2 separate regions of the Drosophila melanogaster genome follow, and region 1 is linked to region 2. The links are chromatin contacts, called in public Hi-C maps. All regions are on one chromosome and are shown on one strand. The core of a region is the stretch at or near the end of the contact, and the rest is flanking DNA. Distances in the headings are between cores, read along the strand shown. Region 1 holds the start of Mpc1 (Mitochondrial pyruvate carrier). Region 2 holds the start of qin.

Region 1 (6,125 bases), core at 558-3,057, 340 kb after region 2:
AAAAAAGTTTAAAAAATGTCAACAAAAAAATATGCTATTGTTAAGAACAATTGAAATGTATATTTTACAGATATCAACTTATATAACCGTAATTGTTTGAATAAAAAGCATGTTTCAATAAACGTGACAAAATCAACTAACTTTGTATATTTGAATGGGTTCTATAACGTTCTTCATTTTAATGATTAAATGTTACAATTTTATTACAACCATTTTGTATTGACAGACACTAGACAAAATTAGATTTTGATATCTTTTATTGGATTTTAAACCATATTCATATAATCGTAATCTAAGCATTGCACCGACTTAAAATTTTGATCAACTGCCTAACGGAATTAACTAAATGGGCAAAGTAACAAGTTGGGTATAGACTCAATTGGAATTGGAATTTGACCCCAGCGAAAACGGCTACTGGGGCACGACAACTTCGCGATTCGAGATTCAGCCGATTGTGCGGGTGTGATTCACGGCAATTACTCCACCACTTGGATTTGATTTGAATGGGATTGCGGCAGTGCAATTTGCTAGATCTTCGTTGCGTGTGGTGGCAGTAAATTGCGATAGCTGCTGCTGTTGGGTAAACATTTGAAGTGGCTTCGCGCGTCGCGTCTCGGGGAAGTGGATTTCGGGGCAAGGATTACATTTACGCCTGCTGCTCCTTAGACCCGTAATTGTAGTGAAGGAAGCGAAGACCCTGGATCGATTGGGCGGTGGCATTGGTAGCGTGGCAGGCGAAGAGCAGCCAATTCCTGGGCTGGACCTTGTAGGCAAATCGCATAAAGATGCACGAGTACAGGGTCAGAGCTGGAAAAGATCGAGGATAAGCATTTCTGGGAGACTTATTTACATAGGCAAAGGCACAGGACAAATTATAAGCAAAATTTGTCATAATTTCCATTACATTATGTGCATATTGCCTCGCTGGCATCTTATTCCGATGGAATCGGATTATGGAGTAAAATGGACAAATTGTGCTTAGTTTTTTCTCTGTGCAATCTTATCGGCAGACGTTTCGACAGTTTCCGTATCTGGCTTATCAGGCATTATAGAGTGATTTGTTTAGAACATATCACAGCGGCTCTGATTACGACATCTTAAGCGAAAACTTTCGATGCCAGTCGCGCGTGTATGGATGCCAGATGGAGGCCAAAACCCAAGGGGGGATATCCTTACCCAATGTCATTTTGCCGGAGATGAATTTGGGACTCTTTTGTGTGTCGGCGAGAGCAGCCACCGGAATACCCCAGTTGGCCACCGGGCCCCAGAAGTGGGTACTGTGGATATAAAAAGCAATATTTACAATAAGTCATATAAGGCCAATTGATAACCAACAAACAGACCTCATAAAGTAATCCCGCCACTCCTTTGAGGCCGTTGTGGACATAGCTCTCCTGATCGACATGATGCTACCGCTTTGCTAATTGAATATATCTGACCAGAAATGTTAATCAGAAGCGCACCTGGTGGAATAATTTAGATTAGATTGCCATTGCCGCGCAATATAAATCCGAAAAAAATCCCCTCAAGGTCTTACAGGTTGTTCGCCGTGTTGTTGTTGTTTTTGTGGTGCCAGCTGTTGTTGCTGTTGTTTGTTTACCGCCTGGAACACCTTGATCGAAAACACGAAGAATTTGGAACTGCAGGCCGCGTTGCAGGTGTGTGAAGTGTGTGCCTAAATATTCACAAGCTAGGATATATTTTTTGTTTATGTGTCGGCCGTGTTGTCACTCCGAAAGTTATATAAAATTAGTCAAACGAAAGGCATCAACGAGTTTTCTCTGCCGCGTCGCTGTCGCGTCGGAGTTATCGATAGCCCGTACAATCGCCACATCCAAGGGTCACACTTAGAGATGGACGTCGAATGAAGCGAATGCGATAGGTTTTAAATCTTTTTTTGAAAAGTGGTTAACATAACCTTCAGCAATATTTTAGTTGGGCAAATTTGTGCCCAGGCACTATGCTAAGACTTTTATTAATAAAATATTTATAACAAAAAAATATTCTAGCATTGTAAACAGTGTAAAACAATACAATGCTTTCAAAGCTCTACGCATAAATATCAAGAAATCTAGTATATTGATATTTATATTACATTATTAATATTAACTTAAATATTTATAAAGTCAATCGAAAATTAAACATTTAATTGCTATTCTAAAACGAGTTTAATCTTGTTGCTTTTTCATTTAAAATCCTGTAAGTTATACCGATATATTACACTATCGTTGAAAGTCATTGAAGCGCTTGATCGGTGTCAGGCATATACTGATCGCTGCAACACTCGACTCGATTTGCAATCTCGATAGGCTTGTCGCAGGGACTTCCCTCCCTATATCCGCCGAAAAGCGGATGCTTGATGTGCATTAAGCCCGCTAATTACAAGTGGACGTAATGTGTGCATTTGCAACGCATTTGCTGAAGTGCGGGCGCCACGGTTTTCAAGTGGTTAATCCACCACGCGCTTCCGCTCTTCACTTAATACGCGCTCTTCCGGCTCTCTTAAAAGGACCAAGGCGAAGAGAATTGGGGCGATGGTTTCTGCGCCGACAGCCTGCGCCTGAGTCCTTGGCCGCGGCGGCAGAAGACCAAAGCAGCACAACCAGCAGCATCCGAGTGCGAAGCAACCAGCATCCAAAACCGAATCCAAAACTCCGGCTCAGTGTGAATTTGCGACTCGAGAGCGACGGCGGCTCAAAGGAAACTTGGCTCGGTAAATAGTCCTTATCGAAGGAATCCTGGCACCAACAACACACCACATCCTCTGGCCAAATAACAACAACAACAACAACAAAGTGAAAAAGCGGAATAGGCAAATGGAAATTGTGTTGGCAGTCGATGCCGCTGCTGACTTCGCTGCCACTGTTCTGCCAACTTGTAATCCCCGTGTGTGTCTGTGTGTGTATGTGTGCGTTTGTGTGCTGTGTGTGTGCGTGCGTGCGAGTGTTTATATGTGGTCAGTGTGCCATTTTGCAAGCATTTTCCATGTGCGGTGCTTGGGAAAGCTAAAGAAAATTCAAATTATGCCCAAAGAAACCAACTCCAAGAATTGCCAAAACAAAGACAGATTTTGCTTCTTTAAATTTTTAAATGTTGACTACGCGTCATCAGTTGCCGCAGCTTCAGTTCAGTAAAACCTGAAAAGAAAAACCATTTGAAGAAAAATCAATCCTACACATAATGGTCACTTTTTTTTGTATTCCCACATTTGTTGCTAGTAAGCATGAAATTTTCGTACATTTTCCCCAGTAAGTCTGCCAAAAATGTTTTTCCACGCGAGAAAAAAGGAAAAGTTTAAGAGAAAACCAAATGAGCCGCTCCCAAAAAATCCGAATTTATCAACAAAAACAAGAGCAGAAGCAAGAAGAAGCGTGAAAATGGGGAAAAGCAAGAAAGAGCAACCACAACAACAGACAAAGAAAAGCGAGAAATATAATTGAAAATCAAAGAAAGGGAAACACAAAGCAACCAGATTTGTGAATTTTTTTAAAGGGATTTTTACCAGTTTTCTAAGTAGCGGAAGTAACTATGTGAAATGGGTGTAAAATAAAGACATACTAAAACTTGTGCTCAACTAACATTAAAGCGATTTATATAAAATAATTAGAATTAGGATTCAATATTAAATCCCAAAAGACCAAGAATGGTAAATGATTTCATTCGTAAAGCAAAAGGTGAAACACGTAAAAGAAAAGATGTATGAAACAAACACTCTGTTTGGGGTATAGCAAATATACATGTAGACCAACCATATAGGACGACCTACTTAGCGGCCCTTGAAGGTCTTTGTCGTTAGCTGGACACTTGTGTTTTCCTGGGCGAGATTTGCCGGACATAATTACTCGCTCCTGGTGGCGCATCTTGGCATCTTCGAAATGTCCCCAAAATGCCTCAATTGAATAAGTGCCAAATGGAGGCAAATAGCTAAAAAGGCTCCTCTTAAGCGCACTTAAGCGCACTAATCCAGTGCGACTGTGTACTCCGTACTATGTTGTTAAAGTGTCCGAGAGCTAAACAGAATCCAAATCTGTTCACTTGCTTGCTGTTGATTCAATCAAGCGCAAGACGGCACAATCATCCGCACCCACACAAATGCAGAGAGCTCAATGCAAATTGAGTTTATTGTTCGGTCAATTGAGGCGCACTCGTAAGACATTTATTTTATGGCCCGTAAGCAGATGAGGTGATTTGCGTTTAGTCGCCCGACTGCCACCCGTGCGAGGAGTTCGAGATCCGTGGCAGCACAATCATAGTGGACCGCCCCTTAAAAGAAAATCCTTTGATTTCTACAGGAAAGTGTCTCGAGTGAGTGAAATGCCAAGCTGAGAAGTGGAGAAACCAAGTGCTAAAGCAAAAGTTTACAACCAAATAATAATACCAATGTAATACAAAGCAAACGAAAGTGTTCAGCAACAAACATTCCTCGCCCCGGTCACTGGATCAGGATATATATATATACACATACAAATAGCAAAAAAAAAAAAGGATACGCATACGGATAAAGATAAGGATAAGGAGCCATAGATGCAGCCCTAAGTAAGTACGACTGCAATTAGCATTAGCTTAGCCACTAAGTCGTCAATCGAGTGTTTCAGTTTCCGTTTCAGTTTCGGTTTCCGTTCAGTTTTTGGCTTTTCCTACCAAAAGGGCGTGTGTTTTGTATCCTCGCCTCTCAGCATCTCTCTTTGCGTGTGTGCCCGTGTGTGTGTGTGTGACGCTTTCTCTCTAGCTTTCGCTTCTTGATGTTGTTGTTGCCGTTTTTCATTGATGTTGATAGCCTGGTACATCATCAACTTGCTGCTCGGCTGCGCCTCTTTACTTTGTGTGTAATAAAATTGATGATAAAATAAAACTGGATAATGGGTGATTTTCGGTCTTCGTATTCGTCTCCTCGAGAGAATTGCGAGCTGAGCGCTACCACAGACGGCAGCCAAAGCCATCACCATCAGGCAGGAGCCAAGAGTTGTCAAGTCCGTTGTTTACCGTCTCTCATTTTTGTGGTAAAATAGCAACACACACACACACACATATATACTCGCACAGAAAACCACACATTTCTCTTTTGTCTCTTCCCTGGACTTACACCACGTTACTACAAACACACACACGCACTTTCTCTTTAGCGCTCTCTCTCTTTCTCTCTCTTCGTGTGTCCTTTGTGGGTTACTTGGTGTGTGGGTGGGTGTAGGGGGCTGCATACTGTGGCTGATAAGAACACTGCACAGTTGTTAATGGCTCTGAAAGCTTGCAACATTTTAATCACGATAATAGCCTTCGATAAGAAGTTAATATCAATCGTTGTACAGGAATGCCAAAGTACAGTGAAACGTGCAAATGTCCTTATATCTAAAACAACAAATATTAAGAATTTCTGCACTTTGTAATTATGTTATTTTTTCATTAATTTATCAATATATTTTCACATGCCTTAAGAACGAAATGTACTTACCGAACCGGAAGTCAGTAGCTTCAATTTTCTATAAAATTATCTCCACATCATATCTTATCTTTTATACATTATATATGTATACGATAACCAAATACAGCAATTCTCTGCGTCTCAAATCAATTTTTAACACATACACTGGTTGGAGATAAAAGAAAACGAGTAAACTGTATTTGCCACTGGAGATGGGACGAGATAAATACGTGGATCTAGAGTGAAAATCAGGGGGCTATCATCGGTTGCTCCCGCCCCCCAGAGGATGCCGAACTGCGAGGAATGGGAGGACATTAAGGGAGCACACGTTCCATCTTAGCCGGATGCTGGCATAATTTGGCCGTCGTATCGTATTTAGCCGGGTTAATTACCTAACATTGTGTTGATGGCTGATGGCTTAAGCGTTTCATGGGACGCCATAATGTGGCCGGCGTGTCCTGGAGGCGCTTTTTAAAACGCTGCCAATTGTTGTTGCTGCCACTGGCAATTGCACACGCAGATTGGCCGCAATGGTTTCTTGGCCGCATTGAGACTTCCGGCTTGATGCCGTGGAAATGACTGCGATAAGGTTAAATATTTAATAGGTTTTCCGGCTCCTTCAACTCTTGCTTGTTCCATGTTTTCTGCTCCTTGCTCTTTGCTCCTTGCTGGCTGCTCTCAGATAATTTCTCTAGCGACAACTGTC
Region 2 (6,596 bases), core at 2,692-5,191:
AGCACAAGATGCGAACGTCCAACTGCAAACAGGGTGTCTTCGACGAAGCCACCATTGCCACGGTACTGAAGGAAGTCCTAAAGGGATTGGAATATTTCCATTCGAACGGGCAAATCCATCGTGATATCAAGGCCGGCAATATTTTGATTGGTGACGATGGCACCATTCAAATCGCTGACTTCGGTGTGAGTGCATGGCTGGCCACTGGCAGGGATTTGTCCAGGCAGAAAGTGCGCCACACCTTTGTGGGCACACCGTGTTGGATGGCTCCCGAGGTGATGGAGCAGGATCATGGCTATGACTTTAAGGCGGACATTTGGTCCTTTGGAATAACAGCTATCGAAATGGCCACGGGCACTGCACCATACCATAAATACCCGCCCATGAAGGTGCTAATGCTGACCCTGCAAAATGATCCGCCCACCTTGGACACGGGTGCGGACGATAAAGATCAATATAAGGCGTATGGCAAGACATTCCGCAAGATGATCGTCGAGTGCTTGCAAAAGGAGCCATCGAAACGTCCCACGGCTAGTGAGCTTTTGAAGCACGCTTTCTTCAAGAAGGCCAAGGATCGCAAATATCTCACCCAGACGTTGCTGCAATCTGGGCCCAGTATGGAGACCAGGGTTCACAAGGCGGCGAAACGCCAACCAGGAGCCTCGGGCCGTTTGCATCGCACGGTGACAGGCGAATGGGTCTGGTCTAGCGAAGAGGAGGACAATGGTGGCTCTGCCACCGGTTCCGGAACAGGAGACAGAAAACATCCATCTTCGGACTCGGATTCCGAGGATAGACCCATGAATCGATTGGAAAGAGCCGACTCATCGGACAGCGACCGGGAAGAGCCTTCTCCCGAAATAACCCACAGTGTTTCCTCAGCCACAGTGACGCCTGGAGCTCCAGCTGCTGCTGGTGCTGGTGCAGCCCAAGAGCTAACAGCTGGCATTGCTCAATTACCACTACCTAGCGAAGCGGCCGGCGAGGCGCCACCAGTCAATCTTGTCCTTCGCATGCGCAACTTGCGACGTGAACTTCACGACATTCGCTTCGAGTTCGTTGTGGGCAAGGACACTGCCGAGGGTATCGCTACAGAACTGGTAGACGCCGGACTCGTTGATGCGCTGGATACCCAACCGATGGCAACGCATCTGGATCAACTGATAGCTGCCAGTGCAACGATGAAAACGATTACTTTCCAATTGAGCTCCGGCGTGCAGCCGGGCGAAGTGCCCGACGAACGATCACTGGTGGGATATGCGCAGATCTCCATCACGGACTAGTGATCTGCCACGGAGCATGCATCACAGCCAACACAACCCATCACAAGAGCATCCCAAACACCAACACCTTCCCTAGCACCATCCCTAGAAAACCAAGCCAGTCTGATGATGATACGTAAGGCCAGGAGGGTAGGGTTCGGGATCATGGATTTTCCCGACTGGAGCCGTTTCTGTTTGCTGCTTTTAGCACTAGACTAGAACTAACTGTATATGCTAGTGATAGATCTTAACGCGAGCCGATCGTTTACCACATAGAGAAACTATCTATACACACGGTATATATGCTAAACAGGATGGGTCGATTTCAACTGATATATTGATATATTTACTATTCTGCTTAAAGTTTTTTTCAATTGGTAACCCCCTATAGTGATCTAAATTGTACTACAACTTTAATATTAAATACTGCAAATTGTTCTTGGGATTTTATATATGCTACCATGGAAATCGGCCCGCCCTGGATTTGTATATATGCTTTACGTACTATATAAATCCTATGCGCATTGTAATTAACCCATGTGCCCAGCCCACTTTTCCCTCGCCCCGCTAAAGTAATTGAAGAATCGTGTACTTATTCGTTTCGTTTGTCTTTAAGTAGCTCTGTACATACACCCCACACGTATATATATATATATATATTGTATGTCTATATATATATATAGCTCTTGGTTTTAATTAGCCCACTGAAATCAGTAGATCCTGATGTAGTAGTCCTGCCTTTATTTATCATTTACCAATCGCTCACCCGCCAGGCGTCTTTAATTTATTCTCTAGCAATTTAAACTACTAATTTTTAAATCGTAGCGCCTAAGTCTTGTTTTTGTTTTACTCTTATTATTTTGTATTTTATTTTATCATTAATTACCACTACTCTGAATACCTACACTAAATGATGTATGAGTTTTCCGATAAGATCGCAAAGGATTTAAACTTAAGTGAGGCCAGAGAGAGAGAAGAAAGGAGTAGAAACTATGATTCAAGCTCTGTAAAACTACCTTGAAGTAAATCGTAAATCAATTACTTTAAAAATGAATAATTTTAAACTTCGTATAGTAAAAAAGGAAAATTACAAAAAAATAGAAACGAAAAGGAATTTAGTTTTGTGTTTTCATTGGAATGGAATTGGTTTTGTTTTGGTTTGGTTTTGGGATTCCAGTTGGAAAAGCATTGTTTACTTTTTAATTTAAATCAAATTGAAAGTTAATTTAAAAAAAAAACTCCTTTGCAAATATTCATCTTTATGAAGCTCAGAAGATGACAGAATAAGATATTCTTACTGCTTAAGCATTCTTTGGCAGAACTAATAATGAATAAGTAACAAGTACAGTGAAGCATTGATTGGGTGGACTTTGTCCTAGCTCACGTAATAAAGAAGCCAGTGTATGCCTGTAATTTTAGACTTTTTAAAGAGCATTGCTGGGCTGCCAGCCACTAAACGAAGAATTTTAGTCCTAGAAAAAAAACCAATACTTGCTAGCGTTTTAAATGCAAAGACCTCTTAGATACTTAGCAATAAAGTTGCTGCAACAAATTAATTTAAATGGAGTTTTAACCCAGATAGACTGTTATCAATTGTATACGAGAAACTCGAATAAAAATCACATTTGGCTCCTAATAGTTATGATATTTACATATGTATGTAGGTACAAAATTATCAAGTGGAAAGTTTCGAAAGTATACATATATCTAGGATCTGAGGATTTTGCCATCAAGCTACCATCTACGAATTTCTGCTACAACAATTTCAGCCATGTCCGACTACTTCGAGGAACTGGGTCATGAACCCACTGGACCACTGGGCGCAAACGATTTGGCCAGAAATCTAAAGCGCCTTCAGGTTTTGGCCATCATGAATGGCATCGATATGGAGATCGAGGTGCCAGAGGCCTCCAAGCGAGCCATTCTGGAGCTACCAGTTCATGAAATCGTCAAATCGGACGAGGGCGGCGATTTGGAGTGCTCTGTGTGCAAGGAGCCAGCTGAAGAGGGCCAGAAGTACAGGATCCTTCCATGCAAGCACGAGTTCCACGAGGAGTGCATCCTGCTCTGGCTGAAGAAGGTACATACATACGTAGATAAGTTATCAAAATAGAATCTTATGCTTATGTTTAAAAATGTTCCTATTAACTATATTCTGTTTTGAATCTTGCAGACGAATTCCTGTCCTCTGTGTCGCTATGAACTGGAAACTGATGATCCTGTTTACGAGGAGTTGCGCAGGTTTAGGCAGGATGAAGCTAACCGACGGGAGCGGGAGAACACTCTTTTGGATTCCATGTTCGGCTAACTTGGAGTTAATCGATTCGACAGCGGTATTTGGTCAAATTTGTAGTATGTTAAAATAAAGGTGCTTAAGGGAAAAAAGTCTTTTATTGGGAAGAGATTGGTGTCGTCCGTTTATTATGTTAAAGTAAGTATAATTATCTATTTATTTGGAATATGCCTTTTAAAGAGATCATTTTTGAACTATTCACTGACAATGCCCATCAAATACTCTTCCCACTTTTACTGAGACTAACTGTTCCCACTTTATTGATAATTGCCTTCGATATTTTTTGGAGCAATCTTATCGATACTGTCATCGAAGGGCTGCCATCACCATCTCCCTCTTCCTTTTCGCCGGCGTGCTTGAATAACTGTTCTTCGTGTGACAGCTTGGAAGTCGGGAATTAAATAAAAGTGTAGTAATTAAAGTGCAGTATTTCCCGTCGGCTCGTGCTAAGATTCGATCATGATTGCCGACGACAGTGGAATAAAGCCCTTTGATCCCAAGTTTGTGGCGTCCAATCTGCAGAATCTTCTGCGGTGCCCAAAATGTTCAAAATGTTTTACTTACTTATACAATACGAACTCTGAAGAAGGTAAGTGCTCAACTGTGTGGCATAGGAATTTGGCCAAACATAATTGGCTTTTTCAATTCATAACTTTTTAGACTGTGGGGGGCTACAATTGGTATAAGCAATGGCAAATGCTGCATCACTTATTGAACAAGTGTTGCCACCATGAAAGCTTGACAAGTTCAGGCAAGAAAAATGGAAAATAGTACAAGGAGTGTAAAAACGTTAACTAAAATGTAGTAAAAAGGCTGCTGGCAGCTTGAAAGGTTACTTGTTAAATGAATTGAAACATATTTAAGAAAAATAAGAAGCCAGAGCCAAACATGAAGAGCCGTTTTGAAGATACTCACTCACATTACTGCAAAAGTTTTTCCGTTCACTTTGGCGTCTGATTCTAAACAGGTGTACAGTAATTTTACATATGTATGTGCATATGTATATATGTATGCATGCACAAGTTTATGAATGTTTATGTTGGGTAATGAAATAAACCCTGCAGTTCAATTTTTTTTAGCACAAATATTGTTCTCGAACCAATTAATATTGTCAGATGGGATCTAAACGACTGTTTATTTCATATTTTGTTAGTACGATATTTTCAAAGCTTAACTTGAAACCTGCTTTTAATCAACAGACAATCATCGTCCCTTTCTACTGGGATGCGGTCATACTCTCTGCGAGAGCTGCTTGTGGAACGATCGCCTGGATCCGAAGTGCGCCGTGTGCCATAGTCCAGCTCCTCCTACGATTGTGGCCAAGAGATCGGACTGCAAGTCGGTCGCCAATTTGCGCGATTTGTACGAACTAAACTACCACGTGCTGGGTAGGACCAGTAGCCTCAGCTACCTTCTGCCATTTGCCAAGGACTCGGCAAACCAATCGCTGAGCCCCAGTTCGATCAGCGAGATTGTCCAGACCGTCAAGTGCAGCGAGTGCGGGAATGCCACTGCCAGCGGAGAGTGCAGGCAATGCAATGCCTTCTACTGCCGCCGTTGCTTTGATGCTGTCCACAAACGTAGTCGCGTACTAAAGTCGCATATTTTTCGCAATTCTACGGAACAGGACAGTAGTTTCAGCAAGAAACTCAGAGTGGGGGATCAGTACTTCACATTGCCGAGTCAGAACCTTTGCATCCATCACCGAATGCCCAAAGACAAGTACTGTATGAAGTGTTACCGATCCCACTGCCAAATTTGCTCCACCGTGCATCATAGCGGGCATCGCATACGGAAGCTAATCGAGATTGTTAGTATAATTTTTGAAATATTGAAACATTTCCCTGCCATATTTGTATATGTAATTGCTTATTTAAATGTTCTGAATAAGATTTTAAGCACGTTAGTTTTGAGATCTACAATATGGTTTCAAATGCTAGCTTACAAAACGTACATGCTTTAGAATTTACATATCTATGAGGTACACATAAATTGTGGCATTGTACTTATAAATCCATTACGTTGCGCACTAGCAACTTGAAATATCGTGATTAATCTAATAATAATAATCCACCTAATATTAATTGATTTCTTCCACAGAATCAAAGCTATGCTTCCGAGATTCCCACGACTTTAAACTCACTCAACATGGCTCATATTCATGTCCTCAATGGCAAACAGGTAAGTGCTATGATCGTTTTTACTTACTTGTCAGATTTTATTTCACTATAGCTATAGGTATGTATACAGTTGCATTTACAGCTAGCTATTTACAGTACTTGCTCGCTAAGAATAATTTAGGGATTATACAACCAAGTCGCAAACAAATTTCTCATTACAAATATGGCAAGAGCTATTCATCCTCTCCACAAAATGCTCATTTGCTACTGCTCTTGATGGGCATTAGTTGTCCGGTGTTTCCATCGGTTTTGATCTCGATTACTTCCAGCTTTTCCACGCTCACCTTTGTGGATTCACGCGTTTTCTTCTCAGCTTCCTTAGTTTCCCTTAGACTTTGCAGGTGATCCTCCTCTTCGCTGCTGCCTGGAGCTGTTGGCTCAACTTCGAAATCAATCTCTGGCAGCGGTTGTGGAGTGGAGGAAACTACGATTGGTTTAAGGACAAAGGACTGCGTGTCCTGGGTGCTCGTGGGTGCCATTATAGTTGTGGGTGCGGTCTGGTCGTACGTATCGTAGGTCCCACGCTCCGAAATATCATCTATCTCATCATCGATCAGCAAGTTTTTCTCAGAGCTTTGCTCATAGACCTGGGCATTTATTCCGCTACCATGTTTCGGTTCTGGCTTGTGATTTTTGGGCAACGCAGGTAGAGTAGATGGTGCTTCTTCGGGCTTCTGTGCCTCTTGGGCCGCCTTGCGTTGTTTCTCCAGGCGCATCTTCTCCTCCATTTCCTGGAATTTCATTGCCAGATACCTTAAGTAAATGACACGTTTGTTAATTAATACTTTCGAATCATATAAGAGTGTCTTACTTATCCACAATAGGTCCGTTGTAGTCCTCGGGGAACTTTGGATTAAAAGG

What was found. A called contact is a pair of places that touch in the nucleus more often than the background predicts.
Region 1: a contact with region 2 is called in a Hi-C map of the Kc167 cell line, with 4 times the contacts expected there. A contact is called at or near these places in 2 of 107 Hi-C or Micro-C datasets (the Kc167 cell line and eye imaginal disc).

Annotation. Positions count from the first base shown.
Region 1 is chr3R:18,926,852-18,932,976 of dm6, forward strand. Mpc1 (Mitochondrial pyruvate carrier) reads right to left here and starts at 1,808. Exons shown (of 4, transcript NM_001275791.1): 1 at 1,538-1,808; 2 at 1,344-1,463; 3 at 1,177-1,277; 4 at 145-807. The coding sequence starts at 1,405. The coding sequence ends at 647. CG42613 reads left to right here and starts at 2,345. Exons shown (of 19, transcript NM_001260256.1): 1 at 2,345-2,713; 2 at 4,293-4,536. It also overlaps a transcript of Xrp1 not described here.
Region 2 is chr3R:18,587,086-18,593,681 of dm6, forward strand. It overlaps qin, which reads left to right and starts at 3,942. Exons shown (of 10, transcript NM_142478.3): 1 at 3,942-4,144; 2 at 4,755-5,365; 3 at 5,656-5,736. The coding sequence starts at 4,015. It overlaps CG7694, which reads left to right. Exons shown (of 4, transcript NM_142472.4): 3 at 3,032-3,342; 4 at 3,436-3,641. The coding sequence starts at 3,034. The coding sequence ends at 3,570. fray (frayed) reads left to right here. Exons shown (of 4, transcript NM_001300466.1): 4 at 1-2,374. The coding sequence ends at 1,283. It overlaps CG14304, which reads right to left. Exons shown (of 9, transcript NM_142474.4): 8 at 6,547-6,596; 9 at 5,716-6,488. The coding sequence ends at 5,933.